Regions from separate parts of the Sus scrofa genome. Here all the other regions are linked to region 2. Evidence: chromatin contacts called from public HiChIP or PLAC-seq and promoter capture Hi-C data. All regions are on one chromosome and are shown on one strand. Each heading gives the region's core, a stretch centred on a gene start, on an enhancer-like site or on the middle of the called end of the contact. The rest is flanking DNA. Distances are from core to core; before and after follow the strand shown.

The links. Promoter capture Hi-C pulls out the DNA fragments that hold promoters and counts their contacts. HiChIP or PLAC-seq counts read pairs in DNA pulled down with a chosen protein or histone mark.
Region 1: a contact with region 2 is called in a promoter capture Hi-C map of fetal liver, with 4 times the contacts expected there. The contact joins the promoter of SVBP here to the promoter of MED8 in region 2. A contact is called at or near these places in 1 of 5 promoter capture datasets (fetal liver) and 1 of 2 datasets of contacts at active chromatin or transcription factors (alveolar macrophages).
Region 3: an H3K27ac HiChIP or PLAC-seq map of alveolar macrophages shows a contact between it and region 2. The contact joins the promoter of SLC6A9 here to the promoter of MED8 in region 2. A contact is called at or near these places in 1 of 5 promoter capture datasets (fetal liver) and 1 of 2 datasets of contacts at active chromatin or transcription factors (alveolar macrophages).

Annotation. Positions count from the first base shown.
Region 1 is chr6:168,626,762-168,630,439 of Sscrofa11.1, reverse strand. It overlaps SVBP (small vasohibin-binding protein), which reads right to left and starts at 1,431. Exons shown (of 3, transcript XM_021096913.1): 1 at 1,359-1,431; 2 at 434-604. The coding sequence starts at 547. The region is part of intron 1 of ERMAP (erythroid membrane-associated protein); the gene reads left to right.
Region 2 is chr6:167,858,888-167,862,603 of Sscrofa11.1, reverse strand. MED8 (mediator of RNA polymerase II transcription subunit 8) reads right to left here and starts at 1,255. Exons shown (of 8, transcript XM_005665484.3): 1 at 1,205-1,255. The coding sequence starts at 1,210. SZT2 (protein SZT2) reads left to right here and starts at 1,283. Exons shown (of 72, transcript XR_002345235.1): 1 at 1,283-1,413. LOC110261243 (a long non-coding RNA gene) reads left to right here and starts at 1,420. Exons shown (of 2, transcript XR_002345237.1): 1 at 1,420-1,667.
Region 3 is chr6:167,265,256-167,268,984 of Sscrofa11.1, reverse strand. SLC6A9 (sodium- and chloride-dependent glycine transporter 1) reads right to left here and starts at 1,792. Exons shown (of 15, transcript XM_021096817.1): 1 at 747-1,792; 2 at 573-657.

The DNA.
Region 1 (3,678 bases), core at 182-2,681, 770 kb before region 2:
AACAGTCAAGTTGCTGTGTGAGTGCAGCCTGAACAAAGGAACAGAATGGGGAGAGCAGAGCTTGGGCGTCTGCTGCTTCATTTTCGGCAGCTACTCTCCAGACCAAATCCAGGCCGTCTGTCCTACGGTGTCTGACGCTTTCGGTCTCTCACTCCCTTGCGAGACCCTCCCTTACAGGTCCCTTCTCGTTCCCCTTTCCTCCTTCCTCAGGTTCTCACCGCAAAAGCTCTGCTTCGTCTGGAGACTACCTGGCCGAGGTACTGACCCTTGGCGTGTGACTCTGGGCTGCCCCCCACCGTCTGGACCTCAGTGATCTCCTTTGGGAAACCTGGGAAGACACCTGTTCTGCCTGGAGGCAGGCAGGGCTCCCGTCACAGACCTCTCTCCATTCCAGCATCCCCTCCCGCAGACTGCAGGTGCGCCTTTCTCTCACCTCTGCTCTCTGTCTTTGCTTCAGCTCCTGCTGGGCTGATTTCTGCTTGGCCTTCTCAACTCTGCTAACGGGCTCTTTAACTTTGGACTTTTCTTTACGTGCAGGCGGATCCATGACTTGGCTTCGCAATACTTCTTAGCTCTCACCTGGATGGTGCAGAAGGAGGCCGATCTAAAAATACCCCCCCCAAACAAAACAAAACAAAACCCTCTAAAAAACAAAACAACGACAGCCAGAAAGAACGAACGAACTGCCCATTAGTTAACTTACTGCTGGCTTAACTAATGCCCTACCTCAGCCCCTTCTTTTGGCAGGGGCGGCAGAGGGAACCCAGGGGAGAAGGGCCACCGCACTGGAGGAGTTACGACGGGAGCTCCACGGCCACCATCTCGCTGGGCGTCCCTAGGCAAATCTCCTCCCCACTCTGAGCCTTGATTTTCTGTCTGCAAAATGGAGCAAGTCCATTGCCTGGCCCCTTCCAAGAGCTGCTCCCAAGAGTGAGGACCGAATTAGAAGGGCCCCGAGAACCGGTTCACACGCTCGCGCCCTGCATCCCGCGTGGGGCTGCCAGGATGGGGACGCCTCCGCGGCCCAGAGGGATGGGCCAGCCCAGGTCTCCAAGCGGGGCCGCGAGGAGGCCCATCCCCGCGCGGTCGCCGGCTCTCCGGCCAGAGCCGCCCCACCGCTGCCCTCCCAGACGGGCACCGCCCGCTCTGCCCGCCGGGCCCGCCCTCTGCCGCCGCCCCGCCCGGGCCCAAGCCCGGCCCCAGGGGAGCTCTCCCTCCTGCCGCCGCCCTGGCGGGGTGCAAAATGGCGGCGGGGGCGGGCGGCGCTCGGGGATCTGCGCCTCCCTCCCCGGCCTCGGGACGCGGGCCCCGCCGCGCCGCGCGCAAGGCCCCACGCGGGAACCCTCGCCTTCCGCTACCTTGGGGCCTGGAGTCCGAGCGGGCCGCGCCTCTGACGGGGCGGGGCCGCGGCCGGGCGGGGGCGGGGCCGGGGGCGGGGCCGGGGCGGGGCGCGGGCCGGCCTGGCGAGGCCCCGCCCCAGGAAGGCTGCGCGTGCGCAGAGAGCGTGCTGGGCTTCCCGCTGGGGCGCGCGGCGGGGGTTGGAGCTGGGGCGGGAGCAGGAAAACCTTTTCCCGGGAGTGTTTCCTGGGACAGCCGCTAGTCTTTGAAGGGTGACGTCTGCGTCCTGGGACTGGAATTGTGACTCTCTGGGGCTGAGTTTTCAGTTCGAAGAGTAGCCTTGGTGACTGCCGCCTTCTTGATTCGGAAGCTCGTTGGGAGCATGGTGAGGTCCTGTTCGCTTTGCAAAAGGGGCTTGCGGCAGAAGTACAGATGGCCAGTGTAAACAGAGAGAAACGTTCAGGTCCACCGAAAATCGGTAACTTTGCAACTGCAGTTCTACAACTACAGTAATTTTAGCTGGTTTTTACCTTCCCCTTATTAGATTATTTAGGACTGGAGGAAATGTACTTTGACAGCAGAAGTCTGGTTCAGTCTAGAAATAATAACAACAGCAATAACTACCTCTCTCCTGGGATTCGATTCCAGGCACTGTTCTTAGAGCTTCACATTAACTCATGTACTCCTCAAATAAATATGTATAATAATATACTATGGGAGTTGCCTTTGTGTTCAGCAGGGTAAGAACCCTGAGGTGTGGGTCCCATCCGTGGCCTTGTTCGGTGGGTTAAGGATCCTGCGTTGCTGTAGCTTGCGGTGTAGTTTGCAGATGTGGCTTGGATCTGGCGTTGCTGTGTCTGTGGCATAGGCTGGCAGCTGCAGCTCTGGTTTGACCCCTAGCCCCAGAACTTCCATATGCTGTAGATGTGACCCTAAACAGAAAAAAAAAAAAATACTCTTATTATCCCCATTTTACAAATAAGGAAACAGAGGCCCAGAGATGTTAAGTGACTTGTCTAAGATCACACAGCTAGTAAGTCCCTAGCAAGTGTTTCAGTCAGTATTTAGTGTAGGACAATGGCCTATCCAAAAGAAAACATTTTCAAGACCACTCCTTTTCTTCCACTAAGGACTTGAAACCAAGGATGGATTCTAAGCAACGCTGAAGGTGTAGCCCAGATGAACTCTCACACACTTTCAGCCAAAGTGTAAATGATCACAGCCTTTTTGGGAGTCAGTTTAGCACTGCATATCACAAGCCTTGAAAATAAGCACAACCCCACAAAAAGACAAATACTGCATGAATCCATTTCTATGAGATATCTAAAGCAGTCAAACTCTTAGAAAGTAGATTGGTGATTGCCAGGGGTTGTGGGAAGGGGAAAAGGGAGTTGTTCAATGGATATAGAGTTTTAGTTCTGCAAAACAAAAAACATATGGAGATCAGTTGCACAACAATGTACATACAGTGGATACCACTGTACTGCACACTTAAAAATAAGACAGTAAACCTACCCAAGAGGGTAAAGGACTTGTACTTGGAAACCTGTAAGATACCAAAAGAAAGAAACTGACGACACAGGCAGGTAGAAAGATGTGTTCACGAACTGGAAGAATCAATGTTAAAATGATGCTACTACCAAAGGCAATCTACAGATTCAGTGCAAACCCTGTTGCAATACTAACGGCATTTTTCATAGAACTGGAACAGATAACTTTAAAATTTGTATGGAAAAAAAAAGAGCCTGAATGGCCAAAACAATATGGAGAAAGCAGAAGAGACCTGGAGGAAATGTGCTCCCTAACTTTAGACTATACTACAAATCAGCAGTAATCAAAACAGCATGAAAACAGACACATAGATTAATGGAACAGCACGGAGGGCCCAGAAGTAAACCTATGCACCTACGGTCAATTAATCTACAACAAAGGAGGCAAGAACATACAAGGGAGAAAAGACAGTCTCTCCAATGAGCGGCGCTGGAGAAACTGGACACGTAAATCAATGAAATTAGAACATTCTCTAATACCATGTACAAAATAAACTCCACATGGACTAAAAACCTAAATGTAAGACCAGAAACCATAAAAACCCTAGAAGAAGCATAGGGATAACACTCCTTGGCATAAATTGTACATTATTTTTTTGGGATCTGTCTCTAAAGCAACGGAACAAAAGCAACAATAAACAAATGGGACCTAATTAAACGTAAAAGCTTTTGCACACCGAAGGAAACCACTGACAGCATGAAAGGACAACCTATTGAATGGGAGAAAATATTGGCAAATGCTATGTTCAATGAGGGGTTAATGTCTAAAATATGTAAATTGTTCATGTGG
Region 2 (3,716 bases), core at 6-2,505:
CAATTTCTGAAAAATCTACCTACATGTGAAGGTTCCTTTGAACACCTGCCACTGCCACCACCACGGCCATTTCCCCCTTTCCTCTGTCCTCAGCATTTGCTGTTTCAAGCTCTTTGCTGAATTAACCGGCACTCTTTTTTTTTTTTTTTTTTTTTTTTGGTCTTTTTGCCTTTTCTAGGGCTGCTCCTGTGGCATATGGAGGTTCCCAGGCTAGGGGTCTAATAGGAGCTGTAGCCACTGGCCTGCGCCAGAGCCACAGCAACGCCAGATCCGAGACTCATCTGCAACCTACACCACAGCTCATGGCAACGCCGGATCCTTAACCCACTGAGCGAGGCCAGGAATCGAACTCGCAATCTCATGGTTCCTAGTTGGATTCGTTAACCACTGAGCCACGACAGGAACTCCATTAACCTGCACTCATTTTATCTCTGTGCCAAAATTCCTGTGCCCCTTTCACAAGCTTAGTCAAGCTATAAAAATTTACTGACAGACTACCAGGTGCAAGAAACTGACAAATGAAAAACAAAAACAAAAATGCACATGCCCCTAAGTACTAAACTATTTTAAATGCTGGTGAGGGGTTGTCTGCCAAGCATTTCCTGTCCATCTTGGTTCTTCATCTTTACTTCATTTCATCCTTAACTACCACAGGGCACAGGCTAGGAAGGAGGTAGAACTGCCTTGCGAACTCGCCAATATACAAGACAGTAGCCTTGATTCCGGGTTCCAGCCACTGGCCTCAGACTATATTAGTTTGGCTTTTGTCACTGCGGCCCCACAATTCCTTCCACTCTCGGGCTTCTCTCCAGTTATCGATCCTCTGCTGTGTCGGCAGCCAACAGCGGCCATTCAACAGCCCGGGCCGGGACCTGAGCCAATGCGGCACCTTCTTGAGCTGTCTTCGTTGGACTGCATCTTAACCTTCCCAAACGACCGACCCTTTCCCACCCCCAGCAAGTCGGTGCCGCCTTCCCCCTCCCAACTCAGGGGCCGTCTCGGTCTCCCAGCCGGGCTCCACCCCCATCTGTCATCAGTGCCGCTCCCTCTCCAGTGGGCCTCGCCTCCATCCCGCGTCCCTTTAGCCGTCGGCCGATGACTCTACCCACTCCTCTCAGCTCCAGCTCCTCACTTTCTCCAGCCCACTCTCCGTCCCGGTACCCCGACGCTGAGTAGCGGTCACGAGCGCCAACCCGGTCCTCACCTGCATCGCGGGAGCAGAGGTTGCGTCAACCACTTCCTTTTCCGGTTTCCAAGTCAGCCAATCAGAAAGTTGGGATTCGATCCTCCCATTCGTTTCCGGTTCCTTCGGGCGAGAGGCAGCCGGGTCAGGGGTCACGAGCAGAAGGGCTTCTCTGGCCCGGGCCGGCGCGGGAGGGCTGTGTGATGGCCTCGGAGCGCCCGGAGCCGGAGGTGAGGGGCGGGCGGGCGCAGCGCTGGTCCCCGAGATCCGCGGGGGAGGGGCCGGCGGCCGGGTGCGGCCGTGGCCTCCTCCGGGTCTGGGGGCGGCGGGGGTCGCCCCGAAGGCCCGGCAGTTGCATCTCCTCACCCCGCGGTCCGCACTTTCCTTGGGGGGCTGGAGGAGAAGCTCGTCGCTCTGTTCTGTTTGCTCAGATTTCATTCACGTCGCCAACTCTGGGGCCCTCGGGTTCTCCGACTTCCTAATGGTATTAACAAAGCCTTTATTTTGATTTTGCAATTTGATTTTACTTTGCTGGTGCTTCATATCTTCACGTATTAGAATGACATAATCAGCATGAATTAATTTAGTTCCAGCGCCATGATTTTGAAAGGCAGCTTCGGTTTCGTGGGGAAAATACATATATAGATTCTTTTTTGATTCGGAGTGAAACGTCGTTCACTTCGTTTGGTGCTGCCCTGTAGCCATCTCTGCAACTTCGGGCAAGGCTTGACTGTTTCCTGCTTCTTAAACACCTGTCTTAGGGTGTTTTGTGAGGATCCCATATTTTAAACCAGAAAATGCACATGAGGTATCCCTTAGTTGTTGAGGACCATGCAAGGAACTTGATCTGCATTGTGTTATTCAGACTTGTGCAAGGAAGGTGGCTGTGTCCACTTTCATTTATATGTAAGACACTGGAAAGTGAGAGACGTTAAGTACCTTACCCAAGTGCTACCCTCAGCCAGGGAGTAGCAAAGTTTTGAAGTTAGAAGATCTGGTTTGAAAAGAACATCACCAGGAAAGGTGCCCAGTATTAGAATATGATAGACGGGAAGGGTGAGAGACGTGTGAAATGAAATGACACAAAAGAGTTGTCATAACATATCGAATGCGTGCCGCGTCGTCCTGCTTTACCCCATCAGTTGATACCCTCAACCCGAAGAAGCAGACGTGATTATTTATCCCCATTTTTCAGTTGAGGAGACGGAGGCACAAAATGTTAAGGGTAACAAAGTTACACAGCTAGTTAAGTAGCGGAGCTAAGACTCCCAAACAGGTGGTCTGCTGTAGTATGGTGGTCATAATGTTTCCAGTATAAGCAGTACAGTTGCCACAGGATGGTAAATCTCCTGATCCTTGGCATGTGATGTAACAAGACCCAGGATTAAACGTGGTTGTAGGAAACTACCCTATTTAAAAGAATCAATGGCGGAGTAGCCTATGCATCAGAAATAGCAGTAATAAGAAAAATCCATGAAGGAATGTGGAGTATGTTTTGTTATGGATTAAAATGAGAGGACATGGAGCGATGTCGTAGTGAAATACAGCATACCTTTTAGACATAATCTAAAACAGCATTGTCTAATAGCAGTCTGGTGCAAGCCAAATATATGTGAGTTTTCTGGTAGCCACATTTAGAAAGGTAAAAAGAAACAGGTAAAAGTAATTTTAATATATTTGATTTGACCCCATATTCCCCCAGTGTCATCATTTTTCAAAACATTTAAAAACACATGAGATATTTAACATTCTTTTTTTTGTACCAAGTCTTTAAAACCCGGAGTGTATTTTATACTTAGAGCGTATCTCACTTTGGACTTGCAACATTTCAAGTGCTGGGTAACCTCGTATGGCAGTGGGTACCATATTGAGCACTGCAAACCTAAAGTAACTTGGCATCAAAACATATACTCCTGGAAGTCTCACTCGGTCTGAAATTCATTTGTCAAGTTCTTGATTTGCATTTCTGAAAATTTTATCTCAGAAGCTAAAGGGACTAAAGAGTTCTGCCCTAGGCAGTGACTGATTGTTAGAAGTTATTACAACCCCAAGAGAGAAAGTTTGGGCGTAGTCAGATTTAAGAAGTCATTCATTCCTCACATACTTAAATTATTTTATGTATGCTGCTCTGGGCTCAGAATTGTGCTAAGTATCAGGGTGGATTCAGAGCAGGGTAAGACACATTCCCTATTTAATGGAATGAATGAACAATGAATTATGATAATAAGTGCCTCGAAGAAAGAGTACAGAGTGAACCGAGTGTTTAACAGGGGTTCTTAACCTACTTTTGTTAAGTGGTGGGGGTGGATCAGAGAGCCTTCTCTGAGGAATGACGTTTAAGCCTGAAGAAGGAGCAGGAGGTGTCCTTGAGAAGAGGCCGAGCGCATTACAGGCAAAGGGAATAGTGAGGATCCTGAAGCGGGGAGCTTAGAGCCTTCAGAGAACTGAGAGGAAGCAGCTGCTCGTGTAGACGCAGTAAAGATGAGAATAGCTAACACTGAGTGCTTACTGAGCCCCAGCTAATACTGGGAAA
Region 3 (3,729 bases), core at 543-3,042, 590 kb after region 2:
GGAGACCTAGCCAAGTCCCTCCCCTCTCTGAACTGCACCCCTGGCCGCTCTGCCATCCCCCTCCGCCCCCATCTCATCCCCACCCCCGTCCGACTTCTCAGGCTCCTCCTCCCACAGAATAAAATTGCAGTCTCTCTAGCTTTCAGATGATTGATCCCCGCGAACCCCTGGAAGTGCGCACTGCCAAGGAGCCCCCTTCTCCACCTTTGCCTCGCTGCCCTCCAGCTGGGGCCCTTGGAGGAAGCAGATGTCGTCCCCTTCGGGTAGGGCTGGAATGAAGCCAGAAGGCCGGGGCACTTGGGGGGGGGGGCTGAGGCTGGAGTTAGCCTGCCAGGCCCCCGGCCTTCTGCGCCTGCGTTCCCCCTAGAGAGAAGTCAGAGCAAATTCCATTCCCTTTGGAGCAGCGCCGCTAGGGACTGTGGGCACAGCTGGGTAAGGCCTGGGTCCTACTCCTTGGGACGCGAGGCCTGGGGGTCCTTTCTCCACTGACCCTCCCCTAAATTGGTTTGGTCAGCTCTATGCTGGCCATATTGTTACAGGGGCTGCAGATACCAACCTGGACCCCCACTTACCTCCCCAGGGAGACAGACCTGGGTTCCAGTTCCAGCTAAAGCAGAGACTTTGGCAGAGGGAGCTTTGCGGAGCCTGTTTCCTGTCCTGTAAAATGCACAAAACATATTGCTCCAGGCTGCCTTTGGGCAGCAATACTTGGCGGTTGGTGGAAAGGAGCTCCCATATTTGCTTACCTTAAGAGCCACCAGCTTTCAAGAAGAAGGGGCCTTTCGTACTGGCTGTCAGGGAACCACTGTTGCCCCCCGGCAGAGTGCCCTCTGCTCAGGGAGGGCACCAACCTGGAGAGATGGTCTCTTCTCTGCACCCTGATTCTAGCCTCACTGTCATCTGGCCAGGAAACCAGTTTTATTTGTTCCCTGGGGATAGTCAGCCTCTAAGAAGCTGATTCACACATGCGAAACTCCCACAAGATCAATTGAAGAGTGAGATTCCACGTTATTAATTTACTGTCAGAGGCACTGGGCAGTATAACAGGTGTCAGGCACAGACACTTCTTGCCAAGGCAGTTCTCAGGCTACACATGCCGTCCATTGCACAAGGCATCCCCCCCGGGCTCTGCCAACTCGGAACTTATAACCTGTTCACATTAGGGATGTAATCAGATCTGGGGAGGTCTGGAGACATTATTCTCATCAGCAAGATTATTTTCATTGTTACTTTGTTCCCAAACCTGGCAGGTATAGCATGTTTGTGATTTTTATTCTCCTGTGAACGAGTTGCAGGTGTCTTGTGTGCGCGCACTCGCCGCTCCCTGAGCAGGCTGTGGAGCCTGTGCCCCCTGCCCCCGTGGATTTGTGTAGGTGGATCTGTGTTTGTGGAGGAGTGACAGTGGGCACTGCAGCAGCTCTGTGTAGTGGTATGTATGGGTGTGCGTGCCTGGCTCTGGGTGGGGGCCGGCACGGGTGATCCAAGCCCCACCCCACCGCATAGGACGTAAATTTAATTGCTGGTCTCTCCCTCCTTCCCTCCCTCCCCCTGGGGCTTGTCAAAAAGGGCTGCCACACGGGGAAGGCGGGAGGGAGGCTGTTGAAAGAGTCCCCAGGTAGTGGAATGGGGTGAGGAAGAGGCTGAGACGATGGCAAATGGCCAACTTTCCTCCAGTAGACTGGGGGTGGGCTGGGGGCTGCGAAGAGGGCACTGAAGATCAGTGAAGCTTCTGGGACTGCCATGGCCAGGGACAGTGGGGCGTCCCCCCTCACGCTTCGGACTCCATATGAAGGGAGACAGACAGACTGCCAGATGCTCACTGCCAGTCTCCCAGAGACTGTCAAGACCTGTGGCTGGGGGTCGGGGGGAGGTGGGGGTGGAAGAAGAGGGGGGGGTGCTCAGAATTCAGTCCCCTGAGCCTCTATTCGGGAGAAAGAGTTTGGGGATTAATCTGGGGACAGGGAGGCAGCCTCACGCTTTAACCCATGCGGTGGGTAAAAGAGATTTTTCCCTGGGGTGTCTGGGCAAGTTGGAGACGTTGCCCGCGTGGGTTGTGCCAGGCAGCTGATGTAACACAAAGCATGTTTGCGTTCATCTGGAGAGATTTACAGATGTGTGTATGTTACCCACCTTGATCTAGAAAGGGCTTCAGGCAGCCACACAGTGAGTTGAGTCCCTGGGAGAAGCTTATGTGAAAAGGTTCTGGTTTGAAAAGCCGTCTCCACGAGGCAGGGACTAAAGTAGCCGTTTTTTTCCAACCAGAAGGAGGCCCCAAGGGAGGTAGGTTTGGGCCTAGCCCAGGTCAGAGCTGGGATGGCCTCCATCCCCAGCTGTGAGCTCCCGGCCCTGGGCAGCTGGCCCACGGGGTGGGAAGGGCACCGGCAGCCTGGACCACTGTGGGGAGAGGAGGGGCATTGGGCCAGAGGACCGAGAGGAGGACTGATGGGGTCAGACATCTTCGCTGGCTGGTGAGCTTCTTCCTGGGGCAGGGCAGCAAGAGGAGGGGCAGCTCGGTGGCTGGGCCCCACCCACTGCGGGCCAGGGCGTGTCTCAGGAGCTCCAGTTGCAGCGCTATTTCCTGGGAGGGCTGGGCCCGGGGTCAGATCCCCTAATGCTGACTGGTTTCACTTGTCATCATCAGCCTGCAAGATCAAGGCCTCTGCTGGGCCCCGGGGGAGTATGCTTAGGTGTAAGTCTGGTGGGATAGGATAAGACCAGACTCGCGCCGCTTCTGGAAGGCACTGTGGCAGCTGGCAGCGCTGGGCACCTTGGTGGAGGAGTGCTGAGGGGCCCTGCGGAGATGGTGGGGGAGGCTGGATGTGGCTTTGAGTTGCAGCCTGGCCTGACAGGGCGTGGAGCCCCAGCCTCAGCAGCTGGGCTCTGCTCTCAGATTCTTCCTCCCTTGAACTTGTAGTGGTCAGTGCCTGGCACCTTCCCCGCCCTGTCACAATGCAAGGGAGTGGGATAGATCGGTTCCAGACCCAAGAGCTGTCTCTGGGGCACCACGTGCCCTTCAGGCCATCCTGTTGTGCTTTCTTTGGCCCTGGTCCACGGGGACAGCATGAGCCAATTATGGGAATCGGAGCAGGGTCCAGACTGGATCCCAGCAGCTACAGGTAAAATTAGGCACACAGCTCAGAAACACTGACTTTGGCCCTGCCTGGGGTGCAGCCCTGATTTCCAGAGCATTTCAATGTTCCGATTCTTACATATCTTGGAAATCCCAAAGTCCAGAATTCCCATTGCCAGAGCCCCCAACCCTGCCGAGAACCTGAAATCCAGAGTTCTCCGCACCCAGAGCCCCCGTGTCCACCACCCAGGGGGCCTAGTGCCCAGGGGGCCTGACAACTTGACCACCTGATGTCCCTAACGTCCAGCTCACAGGGGGCCCATGTCCCACTTCACCGGAAAGGAAGCTGGAGCGGCGGGAGCGGTGGCGACCCGGTCGCTTCAGGGCAGGCATTATCTGCGGAGTGGCCCTCGAGGAAGCTGGGACGGGGTGGTGCTGGAAGCGGAGGCGATTACTTCCTCGATGGATGCTCCGTCGGCCTCCAGCCCCGCCCCCCAGTCACGTGACCCCATGTAAGTGAATGTCCATTTACTCACCCCGTCTGAGTGTGCATCCACCCTGTGCTGGGAATTGAGCCCATTTCGAGGAACTCAGCCTTGAGAGAAAAGGAATTCCTGCTCTCCTTTGTGGAATGTGAGACCGTGTCACACCCCAGTGTG